Linked DNA regions of Sus scrofa: regions 1, 3 and 4 are each linked to region 2. Evidence: chromatin contacts called from public Hi-C, HiChIP or PLAC-seq and promoter capture Hi-C data. All regions are on one chromosome and are shown on one strand. The core of a region is the stretch at or near the end of the contact, and the rest is flanking DNA. Distances in the headings are between cores, read along the strand shown. Region 1 holds the start of DNA2 (DNA replication ATP-dependent helicase/nuclease DNA2). Region 2 holds the start of CCAR1 (cell division cycle and apoptosis regulator protein 1). Region 3 holds the start of DDX21 (nucleolar RNA helicase 2). Region 4 holds the start of SLC25A16 (graves disease carrier protein).

What was found. Promoter capture Hi-C pulls out the DNA fragments that hold promoters and counts their contacts. A called contact is a pair of places that touch in the nucleus more often than the background predicts. HiChIP or PLAC-seq counts read pairs in DNA pulled down with a chosen protein or histone mark.
Region 1: a contact with region 2 is called in an H3K27ac HiChIP or PLAC-seq map of skeletal muscle, with 4 times the contacts expected there. The contact joins the promoter of DNA2 here to the promoter of CCAR1 in region 2. A contact is called at or near these places in 2 of 5 promoter capture datasets (fetal liver and liver), 2 of 47 Hi-C or Micro-C datasets (embryonic fibroblasts and liver) and 2 of 2 datasets of contacts at active chromatin or transcription factors (alveolar macrophages and skeletal muscle).
Region 3: a Hi-C map of liver shows a contact between it and region 2, with 3 times the contacts expected there. The contact joins the promoter of DDX21 here to the promoter of CCAR1 in region 2. A contact is called at or near these places in 1 of 5 promoter capture datasets (fetal skeletal muscle), 1 of 47 Hi-C or Micro-C datasets (liver) and 1 of 2 datasets of contacts at active chromatin or transcription factors (alveolar macrophages).
Region 4: a promoter capture Hi-C map of liver shows a contact between it and region 2, with 10 times the contacts expected there. The contact joins the promoter of SLC25A16 here to the promoter of CCAR1 in region 2. A contact is called at or near these places in 4 of 5 promoter capture datasets (fetal liver, fetal skeletal muscle and liver), 29 of 47 Hi-C or Micro-C datasets (adipose tissue, alveolar macrophages, blood and 16 more) and 2 of 2 datasets of contacts at active chromatin or transcription factors (alveolar macrophages and skeletal muscle).

Annotation. Positions count from the first base shown.
Region 1 is chr14:71,605,686-71,608,385 of Sscrofa11.1, forward strand. It overlaps DNA2 (DNA replication ATP-dependent helicase/nuclease DNA2), which reads right to left and starts at 1,382. Exons shown (of 21, transcript XM_021072448.1): 1 at 647-1,382. The coding sequence starts at 822.
Region 2 is chr14:71,826,075-71,828,774 of Sscrofa11.1, forward strand. CCAR1 (cell division cycle and apoptosis regulator protein 1) reads left to right here and starts at 1,435. Exons shown (of 25, transcript XM_021072498.1): 1 at 1,435-1,560.
Region 3 is chr14:72,038,681-72,041,380 of Sscrofa11.1, forward strand. It overlaps DDX21 (nucleolar RNA helicase 2), which reads left to right and starts at 1,305. Exons shown (of 15, transcript XM_005657387.3): 1 at 1,305-1,489. The coding sequence starts at 1,403. LOC106508089 (a long non-coding RNA gene) reads right to left here and starts at 1,273. Exons shown (of 3, transcript XR_001304647.2): 1 at 845-1,273.
Region 4 is chr14:71,649,972-71,652,671 of Sscrofa11.1, forward strand. It overlaps SLC25A16 (graves disease carrier protein), which reads right to left and starts at 1,370. Exons shown (of 9, transcript XM_021072451.1): 1 at 843-1,370. The coding sequence starts at 963.

The DNA.
Region 1 (2,700 bases), core at 132-2,631, 220 kb before region 2:
CTAAACATCAAGAAAAGCATCTAGGAGTTCCCGTCGTGGCGCAGTGGTTAACGAATCCGACTAGGAACCGTGAGGTCGCGGGTTCGGTCCCTGCCCTTGCTCAGTGGGTTAACGATCCGGCGTTGCCGTGAGCTGTGGTGTAGGTTGCAGACACGGCTCGGATCCCGCGTTGCTGTGGCTCTGGCGTAGGCCGGTGGCTACAGCTCCGATTCAACCCCTAGCCTGGGAACCTCCATATGCCGCAGGAGCGGCCCAAGAAATAGCAACAACAACAAAAGACAAAAAAGACCAAAAAAAAAAAAAAAAAAAGAAAAAGAAAAGCATCTAGCAGTTGCAATTCCCTTTTATGAAGGCATTTAAGGTGGCTGGGACCCAAAAAAATCCAGAAAGCGGTGATAGTAAGGTAAGGAAGGACCTGCTGAGTGAGGGAGAGTCTTCGAGCTCTTGCCCGGGCTTAGCCCTAAAAAGAACCCTGCGAAGCAGACCCCAGCTCCAGAAACTCGCCGGGGCCAGGAGACCTGAGCTCGGTCACTCCTACCAGAGCCCGGTTCCATGGAGGCGTGGTTGCGGCCTCTCCCGCTCTTTTCTTTTCAAAATTCCCGCTTGGCTCCCAGATCCTCCCCGCCCCAACCCCCACTCTGCTCACAGCTTCGCAGGCGGCGCAGCCTCGTCACCGAAACTCTTCTCCATGAGCAGCTCCAAATCGCCCATCTGCTCCATCCTGGGCGCCGAGACCGAAAACTGCCGCCAGGTAAAAACTGGTGAACAGTGATCAGCACTGGAAAGGAAAAGAGACACGAGTCCGCCAGGCGACGTGCGCATGCGCCGACCGCCGCGATCCCAAGTGACCTGCGCGGGCAGCCCTTCCCGCGCCCGGAGGGTAAAGCTTGGAGAGCCGCACCGGGGCAGCAAAGGCTGAAAAGGCGCCCTTGATCCTTCGCTTTAGGGTTAGGAAAGCAAGGACTCTTCGTAACCCGACCTAGACTAAATGCTTCCGCCCTCTCTCTAGACACGCTGACCCATGCCCCACACACGCTCTTAGTAAGCTCTTAGTACTATTTGCAGTTGCCCAAATCCAGGTGTGCCTTGAATCTCCTCTTTCCTTTCCATCTCACTGTCACTACCTGATAATTATCTCTCACACGTGCTTCCATTCTTAACTCCCTGCAATTTATTCTTTCCCCTTTCCCAATATTTTACCATGAAAATTTTCAAATGTACAGAAAAGTTGAGAATTATATAATGAACACTGTATACATATCACCTAAAGTTTACAATTAGCATTTGCTGTCTTAAGAGTTCTCTTTGTGGCTCAGTGGGTTAACTAACCCGACTAGTATCCATGAGGAGGCCGGTTCGATCCATGTCCTTGCTCAGTGGGTTAAGGATCCGGTGTTGAGCTGTGGTGTAGGTCAAAGACTCCGCCCGGATCCACTGGTCCTGGCGTAGGCCGGCAGGTACAGCACCTATTCAACCCCTAGCCTGGGAACCTCCATATGCCGCGGGTGCAGCCCAAAGTAGACAAAAGACAAAAGAAAAAGGTACAGAATGTTCTTCTCACCTCCAGAAAGTTCTTTTCATACCCTCCCCAAGTAACATCCTTCCCCACTGGAAACCCAGCCACTAACCCGATTTTTTTTTCACCAGAGATTAGAGTTGTCTATTCTACAACTTCATATAATGAAAATCAAATGATGTGTACTATTTTGTGTCTGGCTTCTTTCACTCAGTATAACGTTTTTGAGATGCATCCATTTTGTTACACGAACCAGAAGTTTGTTTCTTTTTATTGCTGAATAGTAGTCTGTTTGGCCAGTCTCCTGTTGACGAATGATTTACAGTGTTTTGCTATCTTGAATAAAGCAGGACAAATATTCTTTTTTTTTTTTTTTTTTTTTTTTTTTTTTTGTCTTTTGTCTTTTTGCCTTTTCTAGGGCCGCTCTTGCGGCATATGGAGATTCCCAGGCTAGGGGTCCAATCAGAGCTGAAGCCACCAGCCTACACCAGAGCCACAGCAATGCGGGATCCGAGCCACGTCTGCAACCTATACCGCAGCTCACGGCAATGCTGGATCCTCAACCCACTGAGCAAGGCCAGGGATCAAACCTGCAACCTCATGGTTCCTAGTCGGATTCATTAACCACTGCGCCACGACGGGAACTCCAGGACAAATATTCTTGTATACATTTTTTGGTGGATGTGTGCTTGTATTCGCCTTTTTAAATAAATTTTTATTATGGTTGATTTACAATGTACTGTCAATTTCTGCTGTACAGCAAAGTGACCTAGGTGTACACATCTTCTATTTCTCGCATTATCCTCCATCATGTTCCATCACGTGTTTCAATACAGTTCCCTGTGCTATAGCAGGATCTCATTGTTTGTCTACTCCAAAGGCAATAGTTTGCAGGTATTTGTCTTGAGTACATATCTTGGGGTGAAATTTCTTGACTATGGGTAGGTTTATATTTAGGTTTAATAGAGCTTTAGCCAAGTGGTTGTAACATTTTACACTATCACCAACAATGTGTGAGAATTTCAGTTTCTGCATATCCTTGACATTTGATGCCGTCAGTCCTAACAGCCTTAATTTGCATTCCTCCATCACTAATAATATTACTTGATCACATGCCTAGTCATTTGTATATCCCCCTTTGTTAATGTCTGTTCAAATCTTTTGCCCATTTTTTGTTAAATTTC
Region 2 (2,700 bases), core at 185-2,684:
GTAACATCCAAGAACAAAACAAGGATTTCCCATTGTGGTGCAGCATAAACGAATCCAACGATGATGTAGGTTCAGATCTCTGGCCTTGCTCAGTAGTTTGAGAATCCAGTGTTGTCATGAGCTGGTGTAGGTCCTGGATATGGCTTGGATCGTGCATTGCTGTGACTGTAGAGTAGGCTGGTAGCTGCAGCTGTGATTTGACCCCTCGCTAGGGAACTTCCATATGCTGTGGCTGCGGCCCTTAAAAAAAAAACAAAAAAAAAACAGCAAACAATACAAACAAAAACAAACAGTTGAGGAATTAAATGTACTTAAGGAGATGCAAGAGTTGAACTCAGGGAATTCCCATCCTTGCTCAGCAGTATCAAACCTGACTATGATCCATGAGGATTCAGGTTTGATCCGTGGCCTCACTCAGTGGGTTAATTATCCAGCATTGCATTGAGCTGTGGTGTAGGTTGCAGACTCGGTTTGGATCCCCTATTGCTGTGGCTGTGCCATAGGCTGTCAAATATAGGTCAAATTTGACCCCTAGCCTGGGAACTTCCATATGCCTCTGGTGCAGCCCTAAAAAGAGGGAAAAAAAGAGAAAAAAAAAAAAAAAAGAATGGAATTCCAAAATCTGCAATACATGCTGAAGGAAATTAAAGAAGACCTAAATAAATGGAAAGATATTCCATATTCATGGAATGGACACTTAATTTTGCTACTTGTGGGAATATAAACTGGTTTAGTCACTAAAAAAACAGGTTGGCAATTCCTCAGAAGGTTACGTAGAACATTACCATGTAACCCAGAATCCACTCCTAGGCATAAATCCTAGATAATTGAAAACAGGTGTACAAACAAAATGTGACCCTTCATAGCAACATTATTCACAACAGCCCCAAGGTGGAACCAACCCAAATGAACAAATGACAAATGGACAAATTGTGGTATTACCCATACAATGGAGCGAAGTACTGATGCGTGCTACAACATGAAACTTGGACATAATATCGTAAGTTATAAAAGCTAGATACACAAGGCCATATGTCAGTATGATTCTATTAATATGAAAAGTCTAAGATAGGCAAATCCATAGAGATAAATCCGATTAGTGGTTGCCTAGGGCTGCAGCGAGAAGGGATTAAGGAGTGACTGCTTCGTGGGTAGGGGTTTCTTTTAAGGTGGAGGGTGCATAATGTTATGACTCTGCTAAAAGACATTGAACTATACAATATAAAACACTTAAACGAGTGAATTATATGTGAAATCAATTTCATCTCAGTTTTTTTAAAAAGTTAGGATGTCAGGCTTATATGCATTTTTCAAAGATCTTGAATTATTTTTTTAAAAAAGACAAAAAAACACAAAATGGCGACAGGGTCATCGGATCACGTGACTGGCGGTTCTTCCCACTCGCAAAGCCTTTTCCTTTGAGCCTGCGCAGGGACACAGGCTCATTGTTACGCGAAGCCAAGGTAACCCTTCTTAGGCGCGCTCTAATTCTACCGGCGTAGCGAAAGCCGTGAGCGTATTGAAGTCGAGCTGGGGAACGCGCACGTAGAACGTACGCCCGTAAGTGCCGCTCCTCGGCGAGTTGGGTGGGGGAGAGGCGTGGAGGAAGACGGGGAAGTTGGCGCATGCGCCCAAAACTGACGGGTTTGAAATGGCTTCGGTCTTATCCGGGACTGGATTCAGGTGAAGCTCTGGTCGTCGCGACTGGAGCGGCGGGCGGCCCAACTGGGGTTTTAAAGCCCTAGCGGATCCGCGGAAGGGCCGAGCGCGACGGCTTTGGTAGCACGGCGTCCATAGGCCAGCGACGGTGGGGCTCTCGTGGGACTGGGACGGGAGGGGACACGGTCCCTTTTGTGCGGGTCGGAGCAGGCCCCGCGCGGCCGGCCCCTCCCCCACTGCCTCGCTTTTTTCCGGTGGCCCCTCAGGTGCCCCCGGCGAGCCTCAGCCTTGGCATGGAGGGCTTGAAGGGGCTGCTGACTGCAGTCTCTCGTTCCCAAGCTGCTGCGGCTTTAGCCTCCCGGCTTCAGGTCCGGGGCGCAGGGGCCGCTCGTGGTAGCACGGATTTGTGGGATGGAGGCCTTTTCCGCGTCTCCTTTCCTCGGGGGATGTTAAGGGGCTCAGAGCTCTCGCTATTCCCCTGTTGGCGTTTTGCTTCGTCTCGCGGGACGGAGGATTCCGCCTCCACTGGTCTGCGGCCCGTGAGGAGCTAGCGCTGGAGAAAGATGGATAGCAGTGCCCCGGCCTCTCGGAGGCGGAGGGGGGGATGGGGGCGCGGCCTGGGATCTTCGCCACTTCTGGCTTGATGGGAGGGGGAGGGGTCTTCGTTTTAGTGCTTTAAGGAGGCGTCCGTTATTTCAACTGTCTTTCCCATCGAGGGAAGGGAGGGTAAAGGGGCCCCCAGACCCTTCCCTAGTCTTGAAAGTAAGGAGACGTCCGTTATTTAAATGATATTCTTGAATACCTTTGTTCTGTGTCTCCGTCCCAATTTCCGTTATTGGTTTTGCCACTTTCAGTCCCCAGCTCTTGGCCAAAAGACACATGCAGGCTGTATTTCCTTGCGTAAAGCGGTGTTACTTCTTATTGCTAAGAATTGGGTAGATAGCAGCAGATGATCTTCTGTTTAAATGTGACAGTTTGTAGTCGCCGAAGGAAGTGCCTTTCTTGTAAGTTAGCTCCTCATGTCATCTATCAGATGCTTTT
Region 3 (2,700 bases), core at 55-2,554, 210 kb after region 2:
ACGCGCGCGCGCACACACACACACACCCCCAACCCACCCCATTTTTTGCTGCACCTGTTGGCATGTGGAAGTTCCTGGGCCAGGGATGGAATCCAAGACTCAGCTGTAATCTGCAGTCTATGCCACATGTGACAACACCAGATCCTTAACCCACTGTGCCTGCTGGGGGATCTAAACTGCAACTCCACAGAGACATGCTGGACAGTTAACTTAATGTGCCACTGTGGGAACTCCTCAACCGATTTTTTTTTTTTTTTTTTTTCCCTTTTGAGGGCCGCTCCTGCGGCATATGGAGGTTCCCAGGCTAGGGGTCCAATCGGAGCTGTAGCCACCGGCCTACACCAGAGACACAGCAACACAGGATCCGAGCCGCGTCTGCGACCTGCACCACAGCTCACGGCCACGCCAGATCCTTAACCCACTGAGCAAGGCCAGGGATCGAACCTGAGACCTCATGGTTCCTAGTCAGATTCGTTAACCACTGAGCCACAACAGGAACTCCCTCAACCGATTTTTTAAAATGATTTCATGATGAATTGGCTCCCAGTTCTTTGTCTCACTAGTTCTTCACAGGAAGTTTAGCGATACTGTCACAGATTATTCAATATACCACTTTTCCTCAACTGCTTGAATTCGTATAGTGTCCACATTATGCAAGACTGAGAGCCCCTGTATTTTCTAATAGAGGTCCACGTGGTTTGGGGATCCTTTCTTCAGGCCCCAAGGCCGGTTCAGTTGCCTGTCTGTGCCTTCAAAACAACTGACACTCGTCTATTTCCACCCAGCCTATAAAACGTCTTGAAGGCAAGGCTTCTGTGCTGAATCCTAGCCTTGTTTCTCATACCTGACATGGTGAATGCTCAGGGGGAGGTACGGTGAGTGCACGCAGTAATGACCAGACCTGACAGAACTCCAGTTACTATCGAGGCCAGTGAGTCTGGGCGTCTCCTTTCAAGTGTGACGTTTCCACAGGATAACCAAGAATATACGTCCTGCGCATCTGCTCGTGAAAGGAGCTTGCCAAGGCTAGCAATCTAAAATAAAGCACTGAAAAGGCGCCACTCAAAAACAGCTAAAAATCTTCCAATATCAGGCCGAGGCTAGCGAAAATCTCGCCAGTGTTTTAACGACAATAAAGCCAACCTTTGCGGTTCCTTCCGTTTACCCTTCTGAGGGTGGCTTCTAGTTCAGGCACTGTAAACACTCAACTCACACCAGCCGGCGTGAGCTGCAGCTGCTTTGGAACCACATGTGCCGCCGCCTCCCTGGGGAACTTCCGCTTCCGCAGGATGAACTCTGCTACAGGAAGTGACGGGAGCTGGGTGGGCTAAAAAGGTTGGGCTCTCTCTTCCTCTCCACGCGGTTGACGAGATCGGTCGGCCTACCCAGCAGGTGCAGAGTGATGCCGGGGAAACTTCGTAGTGACGCGGATTTGGAGTCAGAAACCGCCACGGCAAAAGTGGAGATGCCGCGAAAGCAAAATGAGAAGGTACCACCGAGGGCCGAGGGACCTGGGGCAAGGCAGGACAAGGGGCTCTGAGATGAGGGGCCTGGGCTGGCGGCGCGAGGCGCGGACCCGACTTGGCCGGTGATCGGCGTGGGTTTCGGCCAAGGGGCGCGGGAGAGTGGTCGGTGCTCTCCGCGGGCGGTGGGCGCACTGCCCGGAGGTCCGGTGGGGGGGGCGATCGCAGCTGGAGAGCCGGCCGGGTGTCCCACGTGGTCTCTGAGTCTGGGCGCTCCGCACCGGGTGAGCAAAGTAGAACGGTCACGGTTAGGCCCCCACGTTTTGGCCCAGACTGATATCTCCCGGCGTGAGTGTGCGCGGAGGGAATTGTAGGTAGGGCTTTAAAGCTTTCAGCGGGGCTGGCCAGCCCATAAGGCCATCCGCACACGTGGGCGGCGTCCGCAGTGACATTTTTTTACCATAGTAGGGAGGTACTACTTGTTTTCCGGGAAGCGGCCCTTAGAAGATAAGTTCAGTCCCTCTTAATATTTTTAGCCATATTTTCCTTGGAAATGTAAAGACATGTATTGATGCTTAACTGCACACCGTGTGCAATTACCTCGATAGCTGCCTCCCGCTCTTACTTCCTTAGATAGCGATTTAACCTGTGACTGAGTCTCTGCTCTGAGATAAGGTCACTGAGAGCAAAGATTGTCCCTGAACTTGTATACGACTTAAAATTTTCTCTCCTTGCTGTTTCTGGGTCTTTTTGATGGGGAATTTCTACAAAAACAATGTTTTGGTGTTGTAGGAAGCCGAGGTAGCGCAGACTTGTGCTCACAGGTGGGGAGGAAGTGGTCCTGGTTTACCTGCCTTGCAACTTGTTAAATTATGGGATGCTGAAATTAGAAGGGACATGACCATACTCTATTGCTTTCCAAAGGAGACCACCGGAATTGGAAATCCAGCCTCGTTTGATGGAAGCAAGGGATGAAAGAAATAAAGCTTTGAGATGGAGGAGACCAGATTATTTTTCAGCTGTCTGAAGGATGGGTCGTGTGGGAGAGATTAAGGACAGAGGCTAGGCCTGAAATTGCAGGGAGGCAGGTTTCAGCTCAGTGTAAAGTCTCACTTCTGGAGTTGACCTGGGGCTCTGCTAGAGAGGTTTTAATAGAGGCTAAAACACCTTTCCAGTTGTTTTCAGTAATACAAAGTTTTCAAAAATATGAGAAGTTGGAGAGGGTCAGACATTTCAA
Region 4 (2,700 bases), core at 120-2,619, 180 kb before region 2:
GCAACATGGATGGAACTAGACTCATACTGAGTGAAGTCAGAAAGACAAAGACAAATACCATATGATATCACTTATATCTTGAATATAATATATGGCACAAATGAATCTTTCCACAGGAAAAAAAAAAAAATCATGGACTTGGAGAATAGACTTGTGGTTGCCAAGGAGGAGGGAGGGAGTGAGATGGATTGGGAGCTTAGGGTTAATAGATGCAGACTATTGCCTTTGGAATGGATTAGCAATGAGATCCTGCTGTGTAGCACTGGGAACTATGTCTAGTCACTTATGATGGAGCATGATAATGTGAGAAAAAAGAATGTATACATGTATGTATAACTGGGTCACCATGGTGTATAGTAGAAAACTGACAGAACACTGTAAACCAGCTATAATGGAAAAAAATAAAAATCATTATATAAAAAAAATAAGCTGTCCTCCAATATTTGTTTTCTTTTAAGCAAACAGCAAAATCCAATTCTACACCAGTCGTTCATGGTCTTTATACAAGAAAGGAGCTCCCAGCATGTTTCACTGAAACCCTGGAGTCTTTGAAGGGAGTCCTCTATTTTCCCGGCTATCCAACCCTGAAGAATGGGTGCCCGGTTCAGCCCTTCCAGGTCCCCTACCGCTTCGCGACAGCTCAAGGCCCTTCCTCTGCAGGACCCTGATGAGATTACTCAATTGATTATAGAAAGAGGTTATAGCAGGTCCCGGCAAACACCTGGCAGGGCATTGAAACAGCCCAAGTCCGAGAATGTCATCGCGGCCGCAAGCACCCAACCTGCCCCGGATCCTGCCCCTAAAGCTCGGGGTACGACCAGGTCCTCCCGACGGACACCCACCTCCAGCCAGGAAGGAACGCAACCAGTAGAAGTCTCGGCGAGCGGCGGGTCCTCCGGTTCCTGCTGCCTGCGGCATCGCAGGAGGTGGCTCGGCCGCTGCCAGGGCCGCCGCCGCCGCCATCAGGATCAGGGCCGCGCAGGAGCTTTGGTCGCCAACTCACAGTCCAAGAGCCCTAGCCATGCCCAGAGCAGGCGGTGACAGGGCACCCCGCCGCCGTGCGGGCGGGACGGAATACCGCCGGCGGTGCAGCGCGGCGCGGGCTGATGGCGTACGCCAGAGGCGGGGCCTGGATCAAGGCCCGAAGGGGGCGTCACCTCCCCCCACCCCCACGTTGGACGTGTCCCCACGCCCCGGCCTCACCCAAAATCCCTGCTTCTGGCTGGAGTCACTCTTCAGGCCTCTTCTGTTACGGACGGAGGAAGGGAAACATGGCCAGCAAGAAGGTCCTTCCAAAACCCGCCACCTCAGAAAGTCCTCCACCGTCCGTTGACCTGTATTGACCACTGACCTGGAACCGTCCAGCGGGCTGCTTATGACCTTCCTAAAAATGAGCCCCAGGAGTTCCCTTCGTGGCTCAGTGGTTAAAGAATCCGACTAGGAATCATGAGGTTGCGGGTTCCATCCCTGGCCTTGCGCAGTGGGTTAAGGATCCAGCGTTGCCATGAGCTCTGGTGCAGGTCGCAGACGCAGCTCGGATCTGGCGTTGCTGTGGCTCTGGTGTAGGCTGGCAGCAACAGCTCCTATTAGACCCCTAGCCTGGGAGCCTCCATGTGCAGCGGGAGTGGCCCTAGAAAAGGCAAAAAGACAACAACAACAAAAAATTCCAGCCTTTGCTCACTCTTTCCAGGAACCTCTGAAATTGTAGTCTCTCCCACCAAATCACCTCTGCCTTCTCTGAGCTTCTCGCTGAGCCTGTTTCTGCCTCCCTAACGGTTCACCAGGAAGCTTCAATTCCACCCCATCACCTCTGCCAAAGAAATAGTTGCTGAAGCAAGTTCTTCTTTCTTTGGGGCTCTGTGAATTACACAAATACTTCTGACTTGCCAGGAGGTTCTGAATCTCTGTCTTATGCTTAGCACTCAAATTCCACCGCTCTACCCACTACCAGCTCCTAAACTCTCAGGAACTTCCGTTTCTTCTTACTAGCCCTACTGTATTACAAGACTGTACTTTTTTTAACCACCCCTTATGGACACTATTCTATTGCTATGAATCCCTCATCACTTCCAACTTGAGCAAAATTCATCCCTATTTTTTTTTTTTTTTGTCTTTTTTTAGCTATTTCTTGGGCCGCTTCCACGACATGTGGAGATTCCCAGGCTAGGGGTCAATCGGAGCTGTAGCCACCGGACTACTCCAGAGCCACAGCAACGTGGGATCCGAGCCGCGTCTGCAACCTACACCACAGCTCACGGCAACGCCGGATCCTTAACCCACTGAGCAAGGGCAGGGACCGAACCCACAACCTCATGGTTCCTAGTCGGATTTGTTAACCACTGCGCCGCGACGGGAACTCCAATTCATCCCTATTCTTTGTGACCACAGTTGTTCTGAACTTTTATCCTCTGTCAGAAATTATCACGATTTTCATTAATACTTACTCCAACCTTCACTATTATTGGCACTGGTCCCGTTTCTCTTTCCACCCATATATGCCTCTGCAAGGTGTTTCTAGCCACATTTAGTCATTAATGATGGGTCTAGATTTCTTTTTTTTTTTTTTCACTTTTATGGTATGCCCTTTTTTTTAAGGTTAGCTTTTAATGGATTTGATAGTCATGTGCAAATTTGATCATAATATACAAGAGCCAGTGTTTCTATAGAGCTATGTCTGAACAAGAACAGAATCTCAAAATA